2 separate regions of the Xenopus laevis genome follow, and region 2 is linked to region 1. A link is a contact called in public Hi-C data. All regions are on one chromosome and are shown on one strand. The core of a region is the stretch at or near the end of the contact, and the rest is flanking DNA. Distances in the headings are between cores, read along the strand shown. Region 1 overlaps fars2.L (phenylalanine--tRNA ligase, mitochondrial). Region 2 overlaps fars2.L (phenylalanine--tRNA ligase, mitochondrial).

What was found. Hi-C and Micro-C count contacts between places; a contact is called where the count stands out from the background.
Region 2: a Hi-C map of the XL177 cell line shows a contact between it and region 1, with 2.3 times the contacts expected there. The contact joins two enhancer-like sites. A contact is called at or near these places in 2 of 4 Hi-C or Micro-C datasets (the XL177 cell line and the XTC cell line).

Annotation. Positions count from the first base shown.
Region 1 is chr6L:93,116,463-93,122,315 of Xenopus_laevis_v10.1, forward strand. The region is part of intron 3 of fars2.L (phenylalanine--tRNA ligase, mitochondrial); the gene reads left to right. Among protein-coding and RNA genes, the nearest start is that of fars2.L, 10 kb to the left of the region's middle. Within about 2 kb of position 1,744, at least 1 of the 7 cell types and tissues checked has an H3K27ac peak or open chromatin away from gene starts, as enhancers often do.
Region 2 is chr6L:93,154,335-93,160,656 of Xenopus_laevis_v10.1, forward strand. The region is part of intron 3 of fars2.L (phenylalanine--tRNA ligase, mitochondrial); the gene reads left to right. Among protein-coding and RNA genes, the nearest start is that of fars2.L, 48 kb to the left of the region's middle. Within about 2 kb of position 3,942, at least 1 of the 7 cell types and tissues checked has an H3K27ac peak or open chromatin away from gene starts, as enhancers often do.

The DNA of each region.
Region 1 (5,853 bases), core at 494-2,993:
CTGCTGGAAAAAAGGGGAGTTCCTTTTTATACCAACTGGACTTCTTGCAAGAAAACATTTATGGCTTTAATTAAGCTTGTATAAATAATGTGATTAAATAGACCGCTTTCTTAAATGAGTAGCTGGCTTTCCAAACAAATTTTCAGTGTAATTGGTTTTAAACAATTAATTGTTTTTTATCTTTGACCATTTTTCAAGATTTAGGTTTAAAAGAAGTCAGCAACATGTTTTAGTGACGTGCTACTAGGAAACACCAGAGGAAAAACTATTAAGCTTAATTATTAGAAAAAGAATAAAGAAAAAGGCCATTATTTCTGGTGTACTTTTTGAAAAGACTTGAACTTGCAAATGTTAAAAACTGACATAAAAGTCTGTATAACTAAAGTCCTTTTAAAGGTGAAGGAAAGGTCTTTTTACTTGGGGGTGCCAAATGTTAGGCACCCCAAGTGGTCGTATGTACTTACCTGAAACCCCAGGCCAGTGTACCTATTAGGAGAAAACTTCACCAGGCTGGGATTTTTCCAGCGAGCACCATGGAGCGACCATCTTCTGGTTCTTCTTTTCTCTTGTGGCTGCGCATGCGTAGTGTTGCAAAAAAGACGAACTTTAACTAAAAAGTCGGCTGTTTCGTTCTACTGTGCATGTGTCTGCCACAGGAAATTTGAAGATAGAAGAAGCCGGAAGGCGATTGTTCCGTGGTGCCTGCTGCAAGAATCCTGGGCCGGTGCAGATTTCTCCTGATAGGAGCACTGGCCCAGGGTTTCAGGTAAGTACATGCAATCACTTGGGGGTGCCTAAATTTTGCCATCCCCAAGTAAAAAGACGTTTCATTCTCCTTTAAAGTTTAAGATGAAACTACAATCTTGTAGTGCCTTCCCTGCCTCTATGCCTCAAGCATTTCAGTTACTTTTACATACCATTTTGTGCTTCATAGTGCCACTGTAGCCCGGGCATGGGGATGTGCATCAGGTCCTGCATTCTAGTGCATAAAAAAGATTTTGGAATGATGCCTTATTTTGTTTGTTAGAAAAGGATTTGGCATTATTTCTTTGGGTGTCAGATCCCCTTTAAATATACAGTACTAGGACTAAATCCCCGAAGTCTGTACTGGGAGTCCCCCCCGGGTTATATTTATTTGACAACTGTGGTTTGCTTGGCCTTTATTAGCACTTAGCTTTAATAAACCACTGGTCCCCTCTGGTGTGTGTTGGCTATTGCGGAGGACAGAGGTACAAAGTATGCACAGAAAGTTAAAAATAAATACTATGTTAAGACAAAAATCTGTCTAAGTTACATTTAATAGGTAATTGTACCTATCCAATATACAAATTCAATTTAAGAACGTAACCTGGGGACTACCTGTACCTTTCTCCAAATATTTCTTTATTGCAAATTTTGTTTTGAAATAACCTACAGATTTTTACTGAGGAGTCTTTATTGCTACTTTTCTACCACTGCAGATTACTCCACATAAACTTAACAAATGTGTCCAGAGTCGTTGGATAAAAAAATCGTTACTTTCTCATGTCACTCTGTGTTCGTGGTGAGCAGAATTGATTACATACCCTAAAATTTCTGTTTCATTTAACAAAAATAATGTTGTGCCATTGATTTCCAATTCAAGGCCTCGTTAGTGTTTGACATTATTTGTCAGCTGCTTAGTAACAGATTATAGTGTGTCATTAAAATCCCTTTTGAGATTTGTGTGATTTAATGGTAGGCCAGAAGTTTGATAGCAAAGCGATAAATGCATTATACTTGTACACAAGCATAAGTGTGTTAATAGAAAAGTTAACTGTATGTATAGTAGGACTGCCAGCCTATGCATTTATGTAAAGTAATAGTGTGAATACCAAAGCACTCTTCATTAGCATTTTTATCTTAGTAAACACCCCCCTCACACACACAAACAGTTTCAGCCTAAAGGAATATATGTTGAATTTAGTGGGAAGTTATACTGTTCTGGGTATGTGTACATATAGTAGTTCTTTCACAGACTCTATGCTTGTAAACCTGTTTGTAGGGTGTATCTTCCAATTTACCTTCACATAGATAAAATATATTATTAGCTTACAGAGTATTCCTTTCCACATTATGCATTTGTATATCCACGTGAACTGGATGACATTTCCATAGATAATAATACATATGCAGTTTAAGTAAACAGAAGGTACTTTTTGTGTTTCTGAGCCATGCAGCATGGCAGATAACATGCATAGATGAAAATATGCAGAGAAGGAATGCATAAAAAGTCTGGACTCAATTCGATTAAGTCTGGGACTAGACCTTGTCTTCTGCAAACATCTTAAAGCAGGGCAGCCATCAAGGGGGGGACGGGGGAGAGTTGTAGGGGGCCCGAGGGTAAGGGGGGCCCGGCCACACCACACTTACTTGATTAGCCTGGCCCCCCATCTTTCTGAGAGCTGCTGACTTCAGGAAGGCATGGATGTTTAAGGGGCCCTGGCCACCAATTTTCTTATAATGTGTGGGGAGGGGCCTGGCCACCAATTTTTTTCTCATGTGGGGTCATGGACGTTTAAGGTGCCCTAGTCACCAATATTTTTTAATGGGGGGGCCCTGACCACCAATATCTTTTTATTTTGTATTAACATGTGGGAACCCTAGCCACCAATTTTTTTGTTTTACTGTGTGGTGGGCGGAGCCCAGGAGGCCCAGGAAATGTTGTCGTATGGGGCCCTGCGATTTCTGATGGCGGTCCTGTCTTAAAGTCATACTGACACGCAGGGCCGCCATCAGAAATTACGGGGCCCTGTACAGTAACAGTTTCTAGCCCCCCTGGTCCACACCCGAGCCCCACCCCACGCCACAGCAAAAAGTCCACACAGACATCATTGCTAAAAGCGGTAAACCCCCCCCCACTCACAAATTATAAAAAGCCATTGGTGGTCAGGGCCCCTTATAAGTTAAAAAAAAAAATTGGCAGCCAGGGTCAACATAAAAGTTTTTTAAAAAAATCATTGGTTGTCAGGGCCCCCCTCCCTATAAGATAAAAAAAATTGGTGCCAAGAAAAGTGTAGCACAGCCAGGCCCCCCTGGAGGCTCGGGCCTGGTATATTTGTACCTCCTGTGCCCCCGTGATGGCTGCCCTGATGACAAGTCCCTATGAAAATCCATATGTGTCCATATTAGTGAAGAGTTGCAACATAATAATCTTTGTAGCAGAACCCCAACATAGCTAAAGGCTTTTCCATAGTTGTTTCAGACACGCTGGGCTTACATAGGCTGGAGTACTTTTCATTTGTAATTAACCTATTTTAAATTAGGCTGTAATCAAAAGGCTATTATAATAACTTTTGGACAGTTCCTTCATCTAAGGAGGAACTGTTCAACTGATTATGACTTTTCTAAATTTGCTCAGAGTTTAAATAACAGATTTTTCAAATTAGGCTATAATCAAAAGGTTATTATCAGAACTTTTCAGCAAACTTTCACCACTAGTAAACATTCTTGGGTGTTAATTAGCATAGAAATGGGACAGAGATAGCAAAAGGCTAAATAAAAATCGATTTTGTTATTGTTATATAGTAAACACGTTTACAGGTAAACAGGGATTATTAAGAAATGTTTGTCTGTATTAGGTATGGAAATCCCTTTCCTCGAAATCCCATTATCCAGAAAGCTCTAGATTAAAGGATGTCCATCTCCATTGAGTCCATTTTAAGCAAATAATTCTAATGATTAAATATCATCCCCTTTTTCTCTGTAATAATAAAACAGTATCTTGTATTTGATGGTAACTAAGCTGCATGCATTCAAATACAATCCTATTGAGTTTAATTTTTAAATTATTTTTTTAGCAGACTAAAGGCATGATGATTATGGAAAGATTTCTTACTCGGAAAACCACAGTTCTCATGAATTCTGAATAATAGTATTCGGATAATGATTGTCTTAGATCCTTTTGGACAGGAATATACATCATCCCTTTATCACCAAGATTTTTTCAGGAAAAATTAAAATATAAAAATAATAAGTTTTTTGGTCTGAAAGGTGGTTAAAGATGTAGAAATATACAATCTATTACCTGTAACCATATTAAAGTTTATATGGATTTTAGATCCAGAGTTTTGAGCAAAAGTTACCAAATCAAAGAATACAAATCAATATACTGCAGAAGTACAGCAAAAGGTATTACCTTGCCTGAAATGTGGCAAACAATATGTTTGGTATACAAATAAAGTATGAGGGAGTCAGGTGTTACTGGTTATACTAAACAGATGTGCACTCTTTTTCTCTTTTTTAAAAAATAACTAAAGCAACTTAGCATGATTATACAGGGATTGTATTGATATAATAATATTATGTACTCTTTTAATGATCTTAGTACTAGTGAATGAGTGTGTGTAAGGCTTAGTCCACACCAGGCAATCCGTGGGAATTTAGCGCCTTGGCGACTAATCGCCTCTTCTTTGAGGCAACTGATCTCCCTGAACCGATTCCTCTTCTCCTGCACCGGCTGTAATGAGAGTTGCCTGCTTTATGACACAAGCTGCGCTTCGTTTTCCGAAGTTGCTCGAAAGGAAACTTTGAGCAACTTCGGAAAACGAAGCGCTGCGCGTGTCTCTAACCTTGAAATATGTAAAGGGGCTAGGGGGCAGATACATTAAGGATCGAGTTGTGTTTTCCACTAAAAAAAATGCAAATGTATCTGAAATACAACATTTAAAACCTGTCGAGGTCATGTAGAAGTCAATAGCAGAGGTCCCTTGAACCATTTGAAGGTGTTAATAGCCTTCATGATGTTCAAGGTTTTTTCGGAGGGTTTTGCCAGAAAATTCAATAAATTCGAGCGATTCAAGGTTTTTTTTTTTTTTTTTACAAAAAATCAATCAATTAACCAAGTTTTCGGTCAGTTAACCCAGAACGCACTGATTCAAGTTTTTTTCCATTAAAGTTTTTTTTTTAATTAGAAAGCATTCGAGTTGTGAGTTCATTCAAGTTCATAAAAAATCTCTAAAATTTGACCTTTGATATAAACTCCCTTACACCAGAAGCTGTAAGTAACATACATTTTTATTAGTCAGTAATGATGTAATGTATGCTGATTTTACCCACAGTTTCTTACTGTCTGTGTCCTTCAGGCATGAAACGCATAAGGCAGTGGAGTTTGTTCTGTATGTTTAAAAATGTTTTTTCTTTCAATAAGTTTTTGAGCTTTTCATTTCTTTTTTTTTTCCAAATCATATTACAATTATTAGCAAAGGACTGCAACATTTTTCAACCTTGTGGCTGGTGTAACAGGCTTACATATCTGGATTTATAGTATACAGTCAAGTGAACTGGAATGCTAGGTTAAATACACTAACAAAATATAAAAGAGAATAAAGAAAAATTAACACATAGGTTAGAAATGTTAAATAAAGGTTACCAAAAGGGAAATAGAAAATGGTGGACTCTCTCTCTAACAGAAATCCTACAGTAATAGCAGGGTGGAAAGAAATATATCACCATATATATAGTTAATTCCAGGGTTGACAGGTTTTCTGGAACTTGGCATGTTTATCTAGGGTGATGCTAGTCAGTTTTTCGTTTACATTATACAGTCGACTTCCTCTTTAAAGTTTGACAAGTTGATAGTCCTTTGTTTCCAGGATTTCGCCAATATCTGGTTGGCTGCCAACAATATAAAATTGACTAGTCATAATTGGATTTTTGTGGGACCTCTCCCAGTAGATCTTCGTATGGTTCTTCCTCATGTTAACATGAAAAAACCCCCAAATAAATTAGATTATATACCCTAGACCAAATGGCTTGGGGACAGATCCAACAGATATGTCCCATGGTGCCAAAAGTATGGAATCCGTGAAAATAGTTGTCGTTTGCTGTTTGGGT
Region 2 (6,322 bases), core at 2,692-5,191, 40 kb after region 1:
ATACGCTGGTTAAGTACATTTAGCAAATTGTTGTAAGAAGGAGTTTTATAAAATAGTTTTACACATCTTAAAGCAAAATAAAACATTGTGATAGTCATGTCATAATCACCTACAACTTCACTGGCAAGCTGGTATTTGATTGTGAGAAGATTCAGGTAGAGTACCTGAATTATACAGTAATAAAAATAAAATTATAATATTTAATTTATAAAGGGGGTTGGTTTTATGTATAAAGGTTTATTAGCTAACCATCTTTCACTGATCACTGGCGAATAATACTAAATATTTATACCTTTGTTGGCTTTCCCTTATATACTGTACAGAGACTTTTTATACTGACTGCCTGATTTATGTAAAACATTTAAGAAAGGTTTAGGAAGCCAACTCAAATTACACATTTTTGCACCAAAACATGTAGCCAACACATAATTATGATCTTTTATAATACATTTTAACACATGTAATGCAAGGTACTGGCTGCACCAATGTCCAGTAAAGGATATTACGGAGAGCATGGCTTTAATCAATATGTCTGTAAAGGTTCTCGTTCATTAAGGTCATGGCATTTCTATAGTAATAAGATAAATTAATTGGACTTGCTCTACTTTCTTTTTACTGGAAGACGTTTCGCTAGTCACCTGACTGGCTTTCTCAATTCAGAATTGAGAATTCTGAATTGAGAAATCCAGTTGGATGACTAGAGAAACATCTTCAAGGAAAAATAAATACAGCAAGTCCAGTTGATTTGGCTTTAATCAAGTTTAGCTAGAATAGAATAGGGGCAGATTGGAATAGCATACCAGTTAATCGCTGCCAACTTTTTTAAAAGCAGACCTCTTGTAATTGAGTATGCCTATGCATAGACAGCTGTATCATCTTTTAGACTAGAGCAGGGGTAGGCAACCTGTGGCTCTGGAGCCTCATGTGACTCTTCATCCTGCTTGCTGCGGCTCGTTTTTGCGGCTTTGCCTGTCACATCGTCTATACAGCCTTCACACATGCCACCAGCAGGTGCAAGGCCTGTAAAGATGTTAGATCAAAGAGAAACTCGGGACATATCAATACAAATCCGGGACTGCGGGTTGAGCTGTCAAAAGCGGGACTGTCCCACTCAAAAAGGGACAGTTTTACGTACAAACAGAAGACCAGTGTGTATGTGTAGGCTTAAACACTGAATAGCCTTATATAGATGTCCCAGGAGTGACAGATAAGACTGAGCCGCAGCAAGATGATTCATCATGGTCCTTACCATGGTCACACACTCAAGAGAGGGAAGCATGGAGCGTCCAAAACAGAAGTCACATTAAACAGATGAGAACACTAGCATTTAATAAGGCTATTCAGTGTTTAATTTATTTCAAAGTAGGCCTACACATACACACTGCACTTTTGTTTGTTGATACCCCTGAACAGTCCCGTCTTGAGCGGGACATTCCTGCTTTTGACAGCTCAACCCACAGTCCCACATTTGTATTGATATGTCCTGAGTTTCTTTTTGATCTCCTGCACTGAACTGCCAGAAAAATATACAAAGTTTCTAACTTAATTGGCTCTTGGCAGAGAGCCCAGAATACATACTTTAAGATACTTTTGTAAAAGTTTTAGATAAGTCACCACTTAAAGGGCAATTCACCTTCATTATCAAAACTGTAATAACATAAAAACCACAGAAATGTGTTCAAGCTCTCATAACCTGCCAAAATTTGTAAAATGGACACGATAATTAGGGGGTGTGGTCACAAAAATGGGTGTGGTCAACAAAATGTTGCTACGCGCGGCAAATCTTTTTGTCCCTCTTTCTGTTTCCAAAATTTTTTTTGTATTCTGTTGTTGTAACAGTTAAAATTAAAAAAACTGTTACCACTTTTAAAAGTTTATATTTTGCGGCTCCAGACTATTTTTCTTTAGCTGAAGAGGGGGCAAAATGGCTCTTTTGATAGTAAAGGTTGCTGACCCCTGGACTAGAAAATGCTCTGAGAGTGAAGACCAGTGTCTTCAGAATGCATCCTCCATATAAAAAAATGTGTATGCTTCATAGCATCCTCATGCAGCCTCATGAAAAACAAATATACTTTCGGATGTTTAGCAAATCCTAACAGTCTCGATTAAATTGTTTACATGCAGCTCCATGTGAATTAATAGAGATGTAATTTCTGGTTGACAGGTTGAAGTGGACTAGCTGCTGCAACTTATTGAATGTATTATGAATACATTGTAATGCAAAAATCCAACTAGCTAGGACTATCACTTTCCATATTTTTGGAACAGGTGTTTTGTGGAAGTATGATACCGCTGTAACTAGTTGGAGTTTATTGAAGCTTTGAAACCATAGTATCTATTGAAGTCCATTTACACCCCAGAAATGCACTGCAGTGCAATAATCCAACTAAACTGACCACACCTCTTTGGATAAGGTGTACCCACTCCTAGCACATCAATACAACATTTTTGTACTTAAAGGAAAACTATACCCCCCAAACAATGTAGGTCTCTATAAAAAGATATTGCATAAAACAGCTCATATGTAAAATCCTGCTTCATGTAAATAAAACATTTTCATATAAATATACTTTTCTAGTAGTATGTGCCATTGGGTAATCATAAATAGAAAATTGCCATTTTAAAAAATAAGGGCCGCCCCCTGGGATCGTAGGATTCACTGTACTCACAAATACCAACAAACCATACATGTTAGGTCACATCAGCCAATTAACAGACAGAGTTGTGTCTTTTGCTTCCACACTTCTTCCTGTTACAGTTAGAGTTGAAGTATTTCTGGTCAGGTGATCTCTGAGACAGCACAGAGACCATCACGAAATGGTGGCTCAAGGCAAGAGATGTAAAAGGGCAACATTTACTCAAATATATATTCCAGTTTGGTGAGATTCTTTAATATGCCACTTAATATGATATGAACTATCTGTTCGGGATAAAAAAACAACAAATTTTTCGAGATTTATTGTGCCCCGAAGCGACAAAAAGCCCAAATCCAAAGATACTCCAACTAAAACCTGTCAAGGTCATGTAGAAGTCCCTTGAACCCTACACCAACCCCCTGACTTAAACCACATATTCCTCCCCCACCCAACAGTACAAGGGACTCCAGTGTAGATGCTGCCCTAGGCCCAGCTCTCTGTTTTTAACTGACAACTTGAAGCCTCTGTAAGCCACCATGGGAGAAAAAAGCCCAATCATTTAATCTGGCTATGTTGAACATACTTTTATATTGACACCTTATTGAAACATTTTTAATTTTGAGTAAGGTGCTCTTTCCAGAAACATATCAGTTAGGACAGATCAGGATTTAATTTCAAACTGTTATAAAATATGTATCAAATGGCTTTGTTCTTGTAATAGAAGACAGCTGGAAAGTGTGTGATGAGGCAGTTCATTTCATATAAAATATTTGTGACATTCCTAATAGAAGCAGTACATCTTTGTTTTGTATTAAGCTGACCCTGCACAATGGATGGTCCCCTAAATGAAGCATTTAAAATGAAATACAATGTTCGTGATCAGAATAGAACGTCAACACAGCACTACCTAGAGAAGAACATTCAACAGCTATAAACTGGGTGTCTGGGTGCTTGCAGAGGTCTTCCAACAACCCATCCAGTGCTACATGGGCTTCCAACAAAGCCTTACTACCAGGCCAGCAAGTACAGGTGTGTTATAGCACAGCATTTCAACTCAAAGTGGAAAAAGTTTATGATGGTGCCTAACTTATCTCCCAGCCAGTATTTGTAGGGGTCCCAGGTACAACCTTACAACCAGACACAGCCCTTCTATAACATGTAGTATTGCAGCCAAGAGAAACTGTTCTTATTGCAGGGGTCTTTCTGGGGCTGCTGGTTGGTGTTGGAGGGGTTAAGGAGGGCAGTGAAACTCTAGTGTTTTTGTGCTCTCTGCAGGAGTTACCTGACCTTGGTGACTGCCCACTCACTTCTTGCTGAGGCAAGGCTTTCATCTTGTCATGGCAGGAGCGGCCCTGTGTGAATCTGTTATCCAGAAAGCTCTGAATTAACCGGAAGGCAGTCTCCCATAGACTGTTTTTTCCAAATAATTCATTTTTTAAAATTATTTCCTTTTTGTCTGTAACAACAAAAAATACCTTGTACTTGATCATTAAGAAGATATAATTAATCCCATTGGAGGCAAAACAATTCTATTGAGCTTTTTTAATGTTTAAATCATTTTTTAGTTGACTTAAGGTATGGAGAAATTATGGAAAGGTTCATTATCCAGAAAACCCAGGTCCCAGGCATTCTGGATAACAGGTCCCATACTTGTGTATGTGTATATATATATATATATATATATATATATATAATATGTGTATATATATATATATATATATATATATATATATATATATATATATATATATATATATATATATATATATATATATATATATATATATATATATGTGTGTATGTGGATATATATAAATATCTCCATACCTCCAACAGAATCAGCACTCACAGGACTTAAAAATAACAAACAAATTTATCTCAAAGCTACAGGCTGACGTTTCGGCCCCATCCAAGTCTTGTTTCAAAGTGCTAACAAAACAGTGAACTGAACTTGCCTTAAATCTACTTTTTGGCAAGGAAACAGTAATATAGGCAATGACGTATAAACATTAACCCGTTGTAAGACCAACATTTTTAAATAACACTATACATACATACATACAGTACATACAAACAGTTCTTCCTCACATACAAAGTTAAAAACCAGACACAAGATAGCAATATAAAACTAACTTAACTGTTACATATAAACTCAAACAGCATATTATTGTTATGGCACATTAATATAATAACCATGTAAGGCAATATTTATATAATGTATAAGATGAAGCTATCTGTAATATCAAAGCAAGGCATGACTGTGTATTACCTATTTTCATTTCTGTCTGTATATGAGCAGTAGTTCCTAGATCAGTAGATCATTTATCTTGCTGTGGGAGACTTGGCAATATGGTATTTATTTTAAAGGGATTGTGCCTTTGCAACTATAAATAGAATCCGTAATGCAGACCTGTGATTTCTAACACATCAACGCTTGCATTTATTGTATTTTTGTTTCTATTCTCATAGTTTTCACACTATAATTTATAAATAAAATGTATATACAACAAACTGCACATTGAACAGAAGGTGGGCATATAGCTTTACTGTATCCAGTAATTTCTACAGTTTGTTACAGTATCCAGCTCAGCTGCTATTCCATAAGTACAAGGAACAGTGAAACCATTAGAAAGTGTATTACATTAATTGTCTGTGAGAATGCCACCTGCTTTATCCTTCATCGTGCACCGCTTCCAGATTTTGATATGTGGTATTGATGCGGTGTCTTTTTACTTTGATGCGCCACGTGACGCCATTGTGTTTTTCAAATATTTAAAGCTGCAATGTACTTTTTCCAATCTCCCAATGTAGATCTATCTCCATAGTTCCTGGTGTGCTTAATCTTGGTCCTTGACCCTTGCCTGCCCCTGACTATTGATACTTTGCTGCCTGTACTGACCTCTGCCCTTTTACAGACCATTCTTCGGATTTTTATTTTGTACTGAGCTGCTGTTGGTTCTAACCCGGCCTGTGACTCTGACTCTGTTTCCTGATCTTGTACTACATTGCTTGATTTGTATCGACTGACCATTGACTACACTTCCAGTTCCCCTCCCTACTACTACTACTACTACTACTACACGTTCAGTTCCCTGTTCTGCTCAGAACTTTCTCCTTGGTCCTCTCACTATAAGACCTGGCGGCATCCAAGTAGCAGAGGGCTCCTCCCGTAGCAAAAGGCAGCTGTTATATGCTGAAGTGTGAGCCGTGACCAGGACCTTGGGGTTTGTTCTGGGGGGTTTGGGACACCCTACATTACATTGTCATTGTGCAGGGCTTTCAGTTAAGCTATACAGAACACAATGTATTGGGTAGGGTTTTATTTTCATCTATCTGGTAGTTCTATATCATTTAGAGGTCTAAAGATTACCTAGGCATGCATCGGGCGGGTATCCGAAGAATACCCCAACACGGTCAGGTTACAGGTACATACCTCCCAACTGTCCCTTTTTCAGAGGAACAGTCCCTCTTTTGAGAGCTCAACCTGCAGTCCCTCATTTGTACTGGAAAGTCCCTTTTTTCTCTGCACTGAACAGCCTGAAAAAGAAAGAGAGAGAGTTTGGATAATTTTCAAAACTTTCATAACCTGCCAAATTTTGTAAAATGAACATGGTAATTCGGAGGTGTGGCCACAGAAAGGGGCATGGTCAAAAATTTGCTGTTCTACGTGCGAAAAAAAATTGTGT